2 separate regions of the Mus musculus genome follow, and region 1 is linked to region 2. Evidence: chromatin contacts called from public HiChIP or PLAC-seq data. All regions are on one chromosome and are shown on one strand. Each heading gives the region's core, a stretch centred on a gene start, on an enhancer-like site or on the middle of the called end of the contact. The rest is flanking DNA. Distances are from core to core; before and after follow the strand shown. Region 1 has its middle 11 kb from the start of Mir6376. Region 2 holds the start of Copg1 (coatomer protein complex, subunit gamma 1).

The links. HiChIP or PLAC-seq counts read pairs in DNA pulled down with a chosen protein or histone mark.
Region 1: an H3K4me3 HiChIP or PLAC-seq map of craniofacial prominence shows a contact between it and region 2, with 4 times the contacts expected there. The contact joins the enhancer-like site here to the promoter of Copg1 in region 2. A contact is called at or near these places in 2 of 39 promoter capture datasets (embryonic stem cells and macrophages), 2 of 15 datasets of contacts at CTCF or cohesin (embryonic stem cells and large pre-B cells), 54 of 484 Hi-C or Micro-C datasets (B cells, B-cell progenitors, CD4 T cells and 30 more), 28 of 115 datasets of contacts at active chromatin or transcription factors (Th17 cells, acute myeloid leukemia, astrocytes and 16 more) and 4 of 9 other capture datasets (adipose tissue, liver, macrophages and 1 more).

Annotation. Positions count from the first base shown.
Region 1 is chr6:88,112,704-88,118,392 of GRCm38.p6, reverse strand. No RefSeq gene overlaps it. Among named protein-coding and RNA genes, the nearest start is that of Mir6376, 11 kb to the right of the region's middle. RefSeq lists an enhancer at 1,010-1,568. Within about 2 kb of position 3,767, at least 42 of the 459 cell types and tissues checked have an H3K27ac peak or open chromatin away from gene starts, as enhancers often do. A contact at or near this core is called in bone marrow-derived macrophages, brain, cerebellar granule neurons and 4 more, where this site is marked.
Region 2 is chr6:87,884,389-87,890,015 of GRCm38.p6, reverse strand. Copg1 (coatomer protein complex, subunit gamma 1) reads right to left here and starts at 2,076. Exons shown (of 24, transcript NM_017477.2): 1 at 1,944-2,076; 2 at 893-945; 3 at 279-359; 4 at 1-60. The coding sequence starts at 1,980.

The sequences.
Region 1 (5,689 bases), core at 2,518-5,017, 230 kb before region 2:
TGGTCTACAAAGTGAGTTCCAGGACAGCCAGGACTATACAGAGAAACCCTGTCTTAAAAAACAAAAACAAAAAAACAAAAACAAAAAAACAAAACAAAAAAAACCCAAAAAACAAAAAAAAACTTCACTTTTATGATCATGAAATGCAGACATATGATCATAGATATTATTGGATCAAATGCCAGAAAGGGATTTTAGATCAGAGGTCAGAAACAGGTAGTGAGCAGAGATCAATGCATTATATATATATATCACACTTGGGCCCATGAGAGCAAAGAACCAGATGCATAGTTTGTCAAGCATTCCCCAAGAGCATGTGCTACAAGTGTGATGTGCCTGATGTGCCTGGTACATCTGTACACAGAGACAGACACAGAGAGAGACTGAAAAAGAAGAGTGAACAGGCGTTTATGCTGCCTCGGCTAACAGTTTTTCACTTTTGAATTTATTCCTCAATAAAAATGAAATTAAGGAGCCAAGTGGTGGTGATGCACGCCTTTAATCCCAGCACATGGGAGGCAGAGGCAGGTGGATCTCTGAGTTCAAGGCTAGCCTGGTCTAGAGTGTGAGTTCCAGGACAGCCAGGGCTACACAGAGACACCCTGTCTCAAAAACAAAACAAAACACAACAAAACAAAACAAAAAAGCAAAACAACAACAACAATAATAGTAATAATGATAGAGATGCAAACAGATATGACCACCATGTACCCTTACCAGGAAAAAGAGGAGCGACCTTTGCAGCAGCATGGACCATACAAGTCCCTGATGGTGTTTGGGTGTGTTACCATGCAAAGGTAATACCTCACTAGCAGTAGTAAGGCTATTAGGATCGTCCCCATGAAAGAGGCAAGGGAATAACTGGGTTAGCCCAGGAAGTGCCACAGGTCTACAGCACCGCACAGCCTCCCTTAATTAAGGACAGTAATCCTGGCTTCCTGTGCCCACGCTGATTTCAGAGCTCTGGCACGACAGGGTCTAGCCATATGCTGCCTCTCCTGAGCCCCACCCTGAGCCTGATCCCTGCTAGGTTGGTGGGAGGGGGCTAGTGAACCATGTATCATCTGCCAGCAGAGGCCTGGGTGCTGCCAGGGGTGGGGGACTGCCACCCCCCAGGCAGTGGACAGGGCCTCTCGCATCCGTTACTTGCCCCCGGGCCACGTTCTGCCCACCGCACAGCAGTGATAGATAGTTTGTGAAACACCCCGAGCTTGCGGTTGACCAGAATTCTGAAATAATTCCATTGAGACCGGAATTCATGCAATGCTCTGTATCCTGATGTGGTAAAGAAGGTGGCCCACGGGGTGGCGGGGGGAGGCAGGGGCTGTGAAGGCCCAGGGATGGTGAGACAGCCATCAGGCCCTGCAGCAGGGGTTCTGCTGGCCCCCCTCACCCACGGGCTCCGGAAGGCCCATCTGACAGGAGCAGGGCCCTGATAAGCGCCACCTGACCATGAGGCCCCAGGCAGAGAGATTAATGCTCAAATTGTCAACAGCCTCCCACGACATACCCCATGGGGGAGCAGGGGCCAAGAAGAGACAACCGGGAAAGGACAGAAGAGATGTCAGCGAGAAATGGACAAGAGGAAGGCTCAGTCTCCCTGCCTCCTGCGCTCAGCTTGCTACGTCAACCCACACTGGCCTGGGTTGGCCTACCAGGGCAAGATGCCAAGACTTGAGGCACAGCAAGCATCATGGCGCTCAGTCATGTTCCAAGCTGGCCCCAAGCCTGAGCAGGCCCTGGCTATGTTATACAGGAGGATGGCTGGTAATCTGCCAACATCCAGGAAGCCTCGGGGCTTCTCTAGGCAGGCAGGTCAGCTCCGGAGCCTCCTCTCCTGGGCCAGGACTCCAACCCTATCAGCCCCTGGCTGCTGTCCTGGATGGAACGTGGGTTTCCCCTGCATGGGTCCCCGCCTCATTCTTCGGCAGACTGGTATCATATCTGGGTTTGGCAGTCGCTGGGCCATTACATTCAGGACTCGCTGCAGTCCTCAGGTTCCGGCTGACTAAGGTTCCTAAGCTGTGGGGAAACCAGAAACTCAAGAGATGGGTTTTCTACGAAGCAAAATGTATTCTCTGAATGCCTTCCCTGTGCTCTGTGGTTATCTAACGCCCCCATCCCTGTCTTCTTAAGGGAAAACCCGCCCTCCCCCCCCCTTTTTTTTCTGAAGAAAGGGTGATCTGAGAAATCAGTGTCATAAAGCCAGACCCTGGGTCTCTCACCCGCTCCACGGTGACTGGGTTTTGAATTTCCATCTCTATGTGCATTTGGGTTTTCACTGTGTGTTGTATTTCCAGCTTTGCCTTAGAAGCTCTACTCCGCTCTGGCAACCCAGGCCACTGCCCTTCTCAGCCCTGAACCAGGAGCAGAGCAGTGGCCACCCTTGAAGAGGACAGTGCCATCCGTCTTGACTGTCCTGCAGCACCTGAGTGTGTTAGCATGTCCTCTGGCCTCTATGGTGGGCAGATGGTCCCCTCTGTTCCCCTCTGTCCCATCCAAGGACAGTAGGGACTCCAAATGTCAGGCCAGGTGCTGTCCCAAAGGGCACAAACAGGCATGGGTGCCCTTGAGGAGGTCAGAGACACGGTCTGTCTCCATTTCCATGTGTGTCCATTTTCTCATTAAGTTGCCAAGGACAGATGTCACAGCCTCAGGACCTTGGGAGCCAGGCTGGAACCAAAGGGGAATTCTGGGAAAAGGAACAGAAAGAATGGGAGAAAATATACAGGAAGCCTTGGTACACCAGGTTAGTGTCCATCAGAACTGACTCCAGACACAGACAGTAATGTGCAAATACCTTCAGACATTAAACGTTGAACCCGAACTCATGGATTTTATTTCTTTGAAACAGAGTTTCATTCTGGAGTCCAGAATGGCCTTGCTCTCCTTCCGAGGACAACAGGCCTACGCCACTCTATATATGCAGCTTTGAATTCAAGTTGATTTTTTTATTTCTTTTGTTTTGTTTTAATTTGACCTGATGTTTTGAGGCAGAGTCCTATGTAACCCAGGTTAGTCTCAAACTCAACAAGTAGTCAAAGATGCTCTTGAACTCTTCTTAATCCTCCTGCCTCCACTTCCCCAGTTCTGGAATTATACATATATGCTGTCACATTCCGTCCTGAATTTAACTTGTAATAATGTTAACAGAATGTCATACAGGGAAGATTCAGCTGCTGGGAGGAACCTCATTGGGAAAGAAGGAGAGGCACACACATACTCATTCACACACACACACACACACACACACGTTCACACACATACATACACACACTCACACATTCTCACTCTCTCACACACATACACACTCATACATGTGCATATACATACTCTCTCACTCTGTCTCTATGTCTCTGTCTCTCTCACACACACATACATACTCACATACACACACACATACTCTCTCTCACACACACACACATACACACTCACACACGTGCATACACACATTCTCTCACTGTCTCTCATTCTCTCTGTCTCTCTCTCTCTCTGTCTCTCTCTCTCTCTGACTCTCTCTCTGTCTCTCTCTCTGTATGTCACACACACCTCCCCTCCATAGCCATCCTGTGCAACATCTTCAATGCATGCTGTGTGGATCTGGGTCTGGCCCAGGCCACGGGAGCTGATGTGGAGCAGAGCACAGAGACATACAGTTAAAACGAAACCCTCCAGGGAATCCACTAAGAAAGCTCTAGGTGGGTAGGAGAGTGGGAGGAAGGTGGGGCTTCCGCTCTCTTTTCTGTGCCTTCTGGACAGTTTGAAGGCTTGCTATGAGCATGCATTGTTTTTACAATTGAAAACACATGTGCACCTCCTGGAGCCTACAGAGGAGTGCTGCAATGGGCCCAAAGGACAGAGGAGGAGGGAGGTGATAGCAGATGAAGTATAAGCTTGGGTGTGGAGACAGAAAGCTTCACGCCGGGTAGGCCTTCTCCATACACTCATGGGGGCCCCACTCATACTGGGCCCCAACCAGCCACCAGAGTCTTCCAGTGGAGCAGGGTGAGGGCCGAGGCCCGGGTCCTGTCTTGCTCCGTTGGCCCTCTGTGCTTGGATGCCTGTTCACTGGAGCACTCAGCTCACCTCCCACGGACTCGCTCTCTGGAGCTCCTGACATACCATTCATGAGCTGACCACAGCCACCTAGGACCCCACAACCCCACATGGAGTCGGGCTAGCCTAGGAAAGAGGAAAGGGCAGCTTTGTCCCAGCAGCCAGGCTTGGGAGGACAAGCCTCTCATGTGACATACATATTCCTGCTGAGTAAATCACTCCAAGGATCAAAGAGCCACCGTGGTCTGCTGGCCCATCAACCCTAGTCTCGACTTATCGGCTGCTGCCTCTGATGCCCAAGGCCAGCAGAACATTCTGGCCCCCATGGACCCAACCCCCAGTGATTACCCAGAATCCCCGGGGGGGGGGTGCTGACCCAGTCAGATGGGTCCCCTGCTTTCTTGATCACACAGATCCTGTTTGTGACCTACCACTGTTTTCTGTCTTGGGGGTTCAGAGAGCATATTTTGTTTTGTTTTATGAATTTTGGCTTTCTGTTGTTGTTGCTGTGCAGAGCCCTCATAGGTACCTGACAGCAAGGGCTGAGGGCTTCAGCTCTTCAGCTCTTTCTCATTCTCAGTGTTCCCTGGTGTCCTCAATAACAACTTCTACTCTGATGATTGCAGGGGGTGTAGCTGGCAGGAACTAATGGGGGCTGGGCTGTGCTTCAGTACCCTAGTGCACCCAAGCTCTGGGTCCCATCCCTGCACCAGGAAGAAGTCAGAAAGGAACCAGTGGTGTAAGGGCCCAAACCTAGAATGTGAACCTGTCAACAAGGTGACTGTCTGGGGCCTCACTCATCCCTGATCCTCACCGGAGCCCTCTGCGCTGGATCTCAGGATGAGCCTACGTCAGATCAGAGCGTGAGGCCAGCAAGGCCACCCACAGCCAACGTGGGCAAAACAGGGACGAAGGGTGAGAGGCCCCAGTATCCAGGCTCCTTCCATCTCTGCATGCAGACACCCACCCTCTGTCCACCCTGAGGCCCAAGCAGGGGTGGATTTGCAGGGTTTGGAGTGCCCTCTAGTGGCTACAAGGCTCCAATTCAACCCCTACCCGAACCCCATATAGCAAGGTGAAACCCAGCTCTTCCCTGACCCTGTGCCCTGGGGCCAGAGACACCAATTCACTTTGCAACAAGAAAATCAAGGGATAGGCCACATGCACAAAACAACCAGAGCAGCCAGAGGTGCTGCCCCGCAGTGCTGTGGTACATTCCAGGGGCTACAGCCTTCATTGAGTGCCTGCTACCTGCTCTGTGACCTCAAAACAAGAGATTATTCTCTTCTACAGACAAAACTCAAAGTTGCTCTACATCCCTGATCTAGAAAATGTCCAGAGCAGTCCCCACATGTCACTGTGCAGAGAGGCATAGAGGACCCCAGTCCTCTGCTGGGGGCTGGAGGACACCAGTGCTCTGTGAGCTGCCAGGCTGCATCTTCTTATCATTAGCACTGTAGTGTGTTCCTGTTACCCAGCTGGGACTGCCACCACCAAAGGAGCCACCCCACTGGCAGACTCATTTCAGGCTCACACCACTCTAAGGAACAAACATTATTGCATTTTAAAGATGGAAACAAAGTTCCTAGCGGTTGGATGACTTTGCCAAGGCTACAGGTCCCGGAAGACAGCT
Region 2 (5,627 bases), core at 827-3,326:
GAAGAGCTTGGTCATGGCAAAGAAAGCCTCAGTTGCTTCCGTGGTCCCCAGGTGCTCCCCCTGTGGGAATCAGAAAAGCCACAGGTTTGGACAGGAGGTCAGTAGGCTAGACCTTTGGAGCCTGCAGGCACTTGAGCACAGGCAACAAATGAGAGCCGGAAACTTAAGAGGACCCAGGCCTAGACTGTTGGTTCCAATCACAGAGCTGTCAAAAGCGTAAGGGTACATCTCCATTTACACAACCTCCCCTGTATTCCCTGCCAAGTTCATCTTGTTACCTGGTTTATGAGATAAAGGATCTTGGTGAGGATGTGAGCACATTTCCGGGGATTGATGGGAGTTTCGTTAAAGACCCGAGCCTGTGAAGAAGCAACCATTACCTCTAGCCTAGTACACTTTTCTACCACAGCTGCCCCTCAGTTCATGAAGGGCCTAGAGAACCATAGGGTACGTATTAACTCAGTCCACATAAATGTATTCTCAAGTGGGAAGAGTTTATTTATTTATTTAAGATTTTATTTAAGTATACGAGTACACTGTCGCTGTCTTAGACACACCAGAAGAGGACATCAGATCCTATTACAGATGGTTGTGAGCCACCATGTGGTTGCTGGGAATTGAACTCAGGACCTCTGGAAGAATAAGCAGCCAGTGCTCTTAACCGCTGAGCCATCTGTCCAGCTCCCAAGAGTTTATTTTTCTTAATTTATCTACTAACCATACCAGAAGTCTTCCCTTGGGCTGCCCTAATACTAGCCACACTAGCAAATACAATGAATAAAGTCCCATCTTCCTGGACCCAGGCTTTATAAACCAGCACTCCATGTATGTTAGTATCTGACAGCAGGGCTGGCAGGTATTCCTGACCAGACACAGGCATGGTGGCACTTGCCTCTTGGAGTACGGCACTCTTCTCCAGGTGCTGGAGGGGGTTGGAGCCTCCACCTGCAGTGCACAGAGAAGACTGATTACGGTTGTGATCTTGAATGAACTGCTTTTCTCCTTTTTCCTGTGCTGACACAGACTCTCATGTATCGCATGCTAGCCTTTAACTCAAAATGTAGCAGAGGTCGGCTCTTGTGCATCTGATCTTCCCGCCTCGGCCTCCTGGTTTACATGGTACTGTGGATCATACACAGGGCTTCACCCAAGCTAAGCAAGCACTCTATCAACTGAGTTACAGCCCCGAACTGTGACCCTAAACCTGCCAAACACGAGGAAGAGAGAAGGAAGTCTCTATCATCTACCAGAGGCCGTCAAGGCTCTCTCACAGTCACCTAAGCATTCTTTCTGAGCATTTTAGGGTTCAATAATTGGCACTGATCTATGCAACCAGAACTTAAATGAATCTATGTGTCGGAGACAACCAACACTAACTAACCTGTGACTGAGTTTCCCTGACAGCAGATATTACATTAAAAAATTATGCATGCGATTATCTGGTTACTGTCTGGGCTCTCCATCCTAACATTCCTATTGCAGGCATCTAGTATCGAACTTGCTTTAGCTACTGTAATATTATGATCAGTGAGGTGCCTGATGTTCAGTAATTGTAGTTTATTGAATGAATGAAACGGTCAGGGTTATTAACTGTAGGACTGGTTACACCCAGATAGGCAAAGAATTATCGCAGCAAATACCAAGAGGTCGGGTGAAATGCAAGGTAACATCCAGCCTGGGAACCTCCTCTGACAAGATGGGGAAACTGAGGCCCAGAGAGGAGTGTTACCCGCACAAGGTCACGCAGAAATCCTGGCCAGAGCTGGAGAGGGCAAACAGCACGTTTCCTCCGAGAACAGATATAGATGGACCTGCGCACAAGCCCCTGCCCCTCTTGGGCCTCGGATCTGGCTCTGACAGAGGCCCGGAAGAAGGAAGCCAAGGAAGGTCCCATGAACCCCTACGAGGATCTGACCTCCCCAGGTCTTTCAAGGGGCCCTCACCAGACTCCTCGTCCTTCTTGTCGAATTTCTTCAACATGGTGTCAGCGGTAGCTCCACGCAGCAGGAAGATGCTCAGAGTAGCGGTGAGAACAGCTTCTCCCTGCGGCTTCCGTACTCCCGCCCGCCACGTCGCCCTGAGCACTGCACTATGGACTGCGCCTGCGCACTCTGTTGTCTGCGCCTGCGCACAACTGCGCCCACCTTTTTCATTGCCTGTCCGGAGATTGCCAAAACCTAGGTGGAAGAGGGCGGAAGGGGAGGGGTGAGACCCAGGAAAGTGGGCGTGGCTAGACACTGGAGGCGGAGCCTAGACCTGCGGTTGCGGGTGCTCCGCTTCTGCGCCCCCTTGTGGTCCTGTGGCTGCTGTGTTTGCAGTTACCCCTGGCTGAATTTAAAGGGCATTCTGATGGGAGGGTTGCATGCAGCACGCTGACCCCATACATGTTCCCTGCTACTCTTTATTGTCATTTTCCGGAAGTAAGTCTCACTAATAGGTTATTTTTCCGCCACCGGTAAAATGAGCCAATTCAAGTCAGGTTAGAATATTTTAAGGGCAAATTTATTGGGAAGCTGCTCTCAAACAAGTTCACTGGCCCCAAGGATTGAGGCCAGAGGAGTCACCATGACAGAGATGGTGGTGAGAGGGAAAAGGGCATCTGTTGCTAGCCAAGGAACCGATTCCATCCGAGTCTAGCTTTGTAAGGCAATGAATAGAGTTATGTACATTTGTGCTTTAACATTGAGATATAACTGGACATAGCGAGTAATTTCAACACTCATGAGGCAGAGAAAGGAGGATGAGAAGTTCAAGGCCATCCCCCTGCACCAGACCTACATGACTTCCACCTCAAAAAATAGAGCCAATGAGATGGCTCAGCCGCTAAGTTAAGGTGCTTGCTGCCAAGTCTGAGGGCCAGGTTCAGTTGTGAAAATTATTAAATGAGTCTTTTCTACCAAATACTATAAAACTTGTGGTTTGACAAGGAATTCAAATATTGTTGCTGACAAATTGGCCCACAGAGAAGATGAGTATTAGGCAAGGGGAGAGGGTGAGGCAAGCCAAGCCAGATAGTTAGGGGAATTTAGCAGCTCTGACTTGATAGCAATCAGGCCATTTCTGTAACTCTGACTTACTTATTAGAGATCAGGCCATTTCTGTTGCTCTGACTGACTAGCAACCAAGAGCGTCTTTATTTACACAAGTTTCACAGAACAAAGACAAGCTAATGATTATCCAGTAGTACAAAATATGTCTGACTTATCATTACATAACCAGGGTTAAAAGCTCAGTTACAAATAGAAAATATAAACAACAGATTTTATTCTTATTATCTGCCCTATAACACCAATTTAAAGAATCTAAAGACTGTCTCCTCCAAAACAAACACACTTACTATGTGGCAGGCTGCTTGTAGGCTGGCAGTGTTTGCAGTTTTAAAGCACTCCAGACAAACAGGAAATATCTGAATTGGTCTTTTTATGAGCTGCAAAGATGACTATCTAACTTCATTATATGTTTTATCATGTAAAACATGATTAAACATGATAAACATAGTAGAAAATGTTTATTTTAGTCAATATAAATTGTTTACTGAGTTTATTCCTCCAGGGGTATGCCCTGTATGACTCCCTGTCTTTAAACTCCATTTTCAGAGAGCTTTAAGCCTATAATAAAAAAGAGACATTGAATCTGTAATCTATTTTGGACAGAGTTCATCAATTGTCTGTTTGCCCTCCATCAGTTATCCTTCGTGAGTTTGCTCAGGGGCCGATACCCCAAGCCGATTCCTGGAGTAATGGCCTCATGGAGCTATGTGCTTATCTGTGGTTAATGATCTCCAGGGCATAAGGAAGACTTCCAAATAAAGTTAATTTTAGGATTTTTCTTAAAGACTCAGACATAATTCATAATTTTCCCCAGGAAAAGACATAAACTGAATCATAACACATACAGTCCCCAAGAATGCAACATGCAGGGAACAAAACCAAAAGTTAGAGTTAGAAGAGCATCGATTGCAGCAGTTGGCTCGCTCGGCTTTGCTGGAACTGTGTGAGGTAGCCAGTGAGCATGGCTGTACCACCTAGCAATGCTTCATAGTACTTTTTTCTCTTTTTTCCAAGACAGGGTTTCTCTGTGTAGCCCTGGCTATCCTAGAACTCACTCTGTAGACCTCAAACTCAGAAATCCACCTGCCTCTGCCTCTGCCTCTGCCTCTGCCTCTGCCTCTGCCTCTGCCTCTGCCTCTGCCTCTGCCTCTGCCTCTGCCTCTGCCTCTGCCTCTGCCTCTGCCTCTGCCTCTGCCTCTGCCTCTGCCTCTGCCTCTGCCTCTGCCTCCCAAGTGCTGGGACTAAAGGTGTGCGCCACCACTTCCTGGCTCGTATTACTTAATATTATAGACTATACAGATGAAACCAGAGAGTTGGCTGCTGATTCCATTCTTATAAAAACAGCCATTTGGTGCATTAGTCAGGGTTTTAGGTTTTTAAAATGTATTTTTGCCCTGAAGTGAGTGTTAATTTGATGGGAACTCTGCTTTTAAAAAATCACTACTTAAAGCCGAGCATGGTGGTAGATGCCTTTAATTCCAGCACTTGGAAGGCAGAGGCAGGCAGATCTCTGTGAGTTCAAGGCCAGCCTGGTCTACACAGTGAGTTCTAGATCAACCAGGGCTACACAGAGAAACCCTGTCTCAAACAAAAACAAAAGTTCTAATAAAGTTTACTCTTGATAAAGAAATTTTTTAAGATTTATTTATTTGTTTGTTTGTTTATTATATATGAGTATATTGTTGCTCTCTTCAGACACACCAGAAGAGGGCATCAGATCCCAGATGGTTGTGAGCCATCATGTGGTTACTGGGAATTGAACTCAGAACCCCTGGAAGAGCAGCCGGTACTCTTAACTGCTGAGCCATGTCTACAGCTCAAAAAAGAAGTTTTAAGGAAGGAAATAGAAGACTATCTGTCTTCTTTCCTTGAGAGCATTTGGTGTCATCTTGAAGAATCATTGCTTAAGCCAAGATCATTTTCATCTCTGTTCTCTTCAGAGAGTCAGACTTTTGATTCTTATATCTAGTACTTTCATCCATTTTGATTAGTTTTTTTTTTAACATCTTTTGTGGCTAAGTAGGCCATAATACTAATTTTTTCAAAGATTTATTTTATTTTTTAATGTATGTGAGTACACTTTTGCTCTCTTGAGACACACCAGAAGAGGGCACCGGATCCCATTACAGATGGTTGTGAGCCACCATGTGGTTGCTGGGAATTGAACTCAGGACCTCTGAGAAAGCAGTCAGGGAGAAGTGGGAGAGAGTATTGCATGCATGTATGAAATTGTCAAAGAACAATTACAAAAACGAGGGGCTGTAGAGATGGCTCAGGGATCAAGAGCAAGCATTTGCTGCTCTTCCAGAAGACCAGCACCACTTGACTCACAACCAATGGTAACTCTACCTCCAGGGGATGTAATCCCCTCTTCTGTCTTCCAGGGCACCCACACACATTTTTGCACACACATGTACACAAACAAACACAAAAATAAAAGTTAAAATCTGAAAATGTAATGGTATTATTCTAATATTTTTGTCACCATAGTACCCAAATTAAAAAGGAAACGTACAGTGTATTGTAGGGTTTTCAGGTCTTCCTCTGACATCACCAATTCTTTCTGTTTTGTTTTTC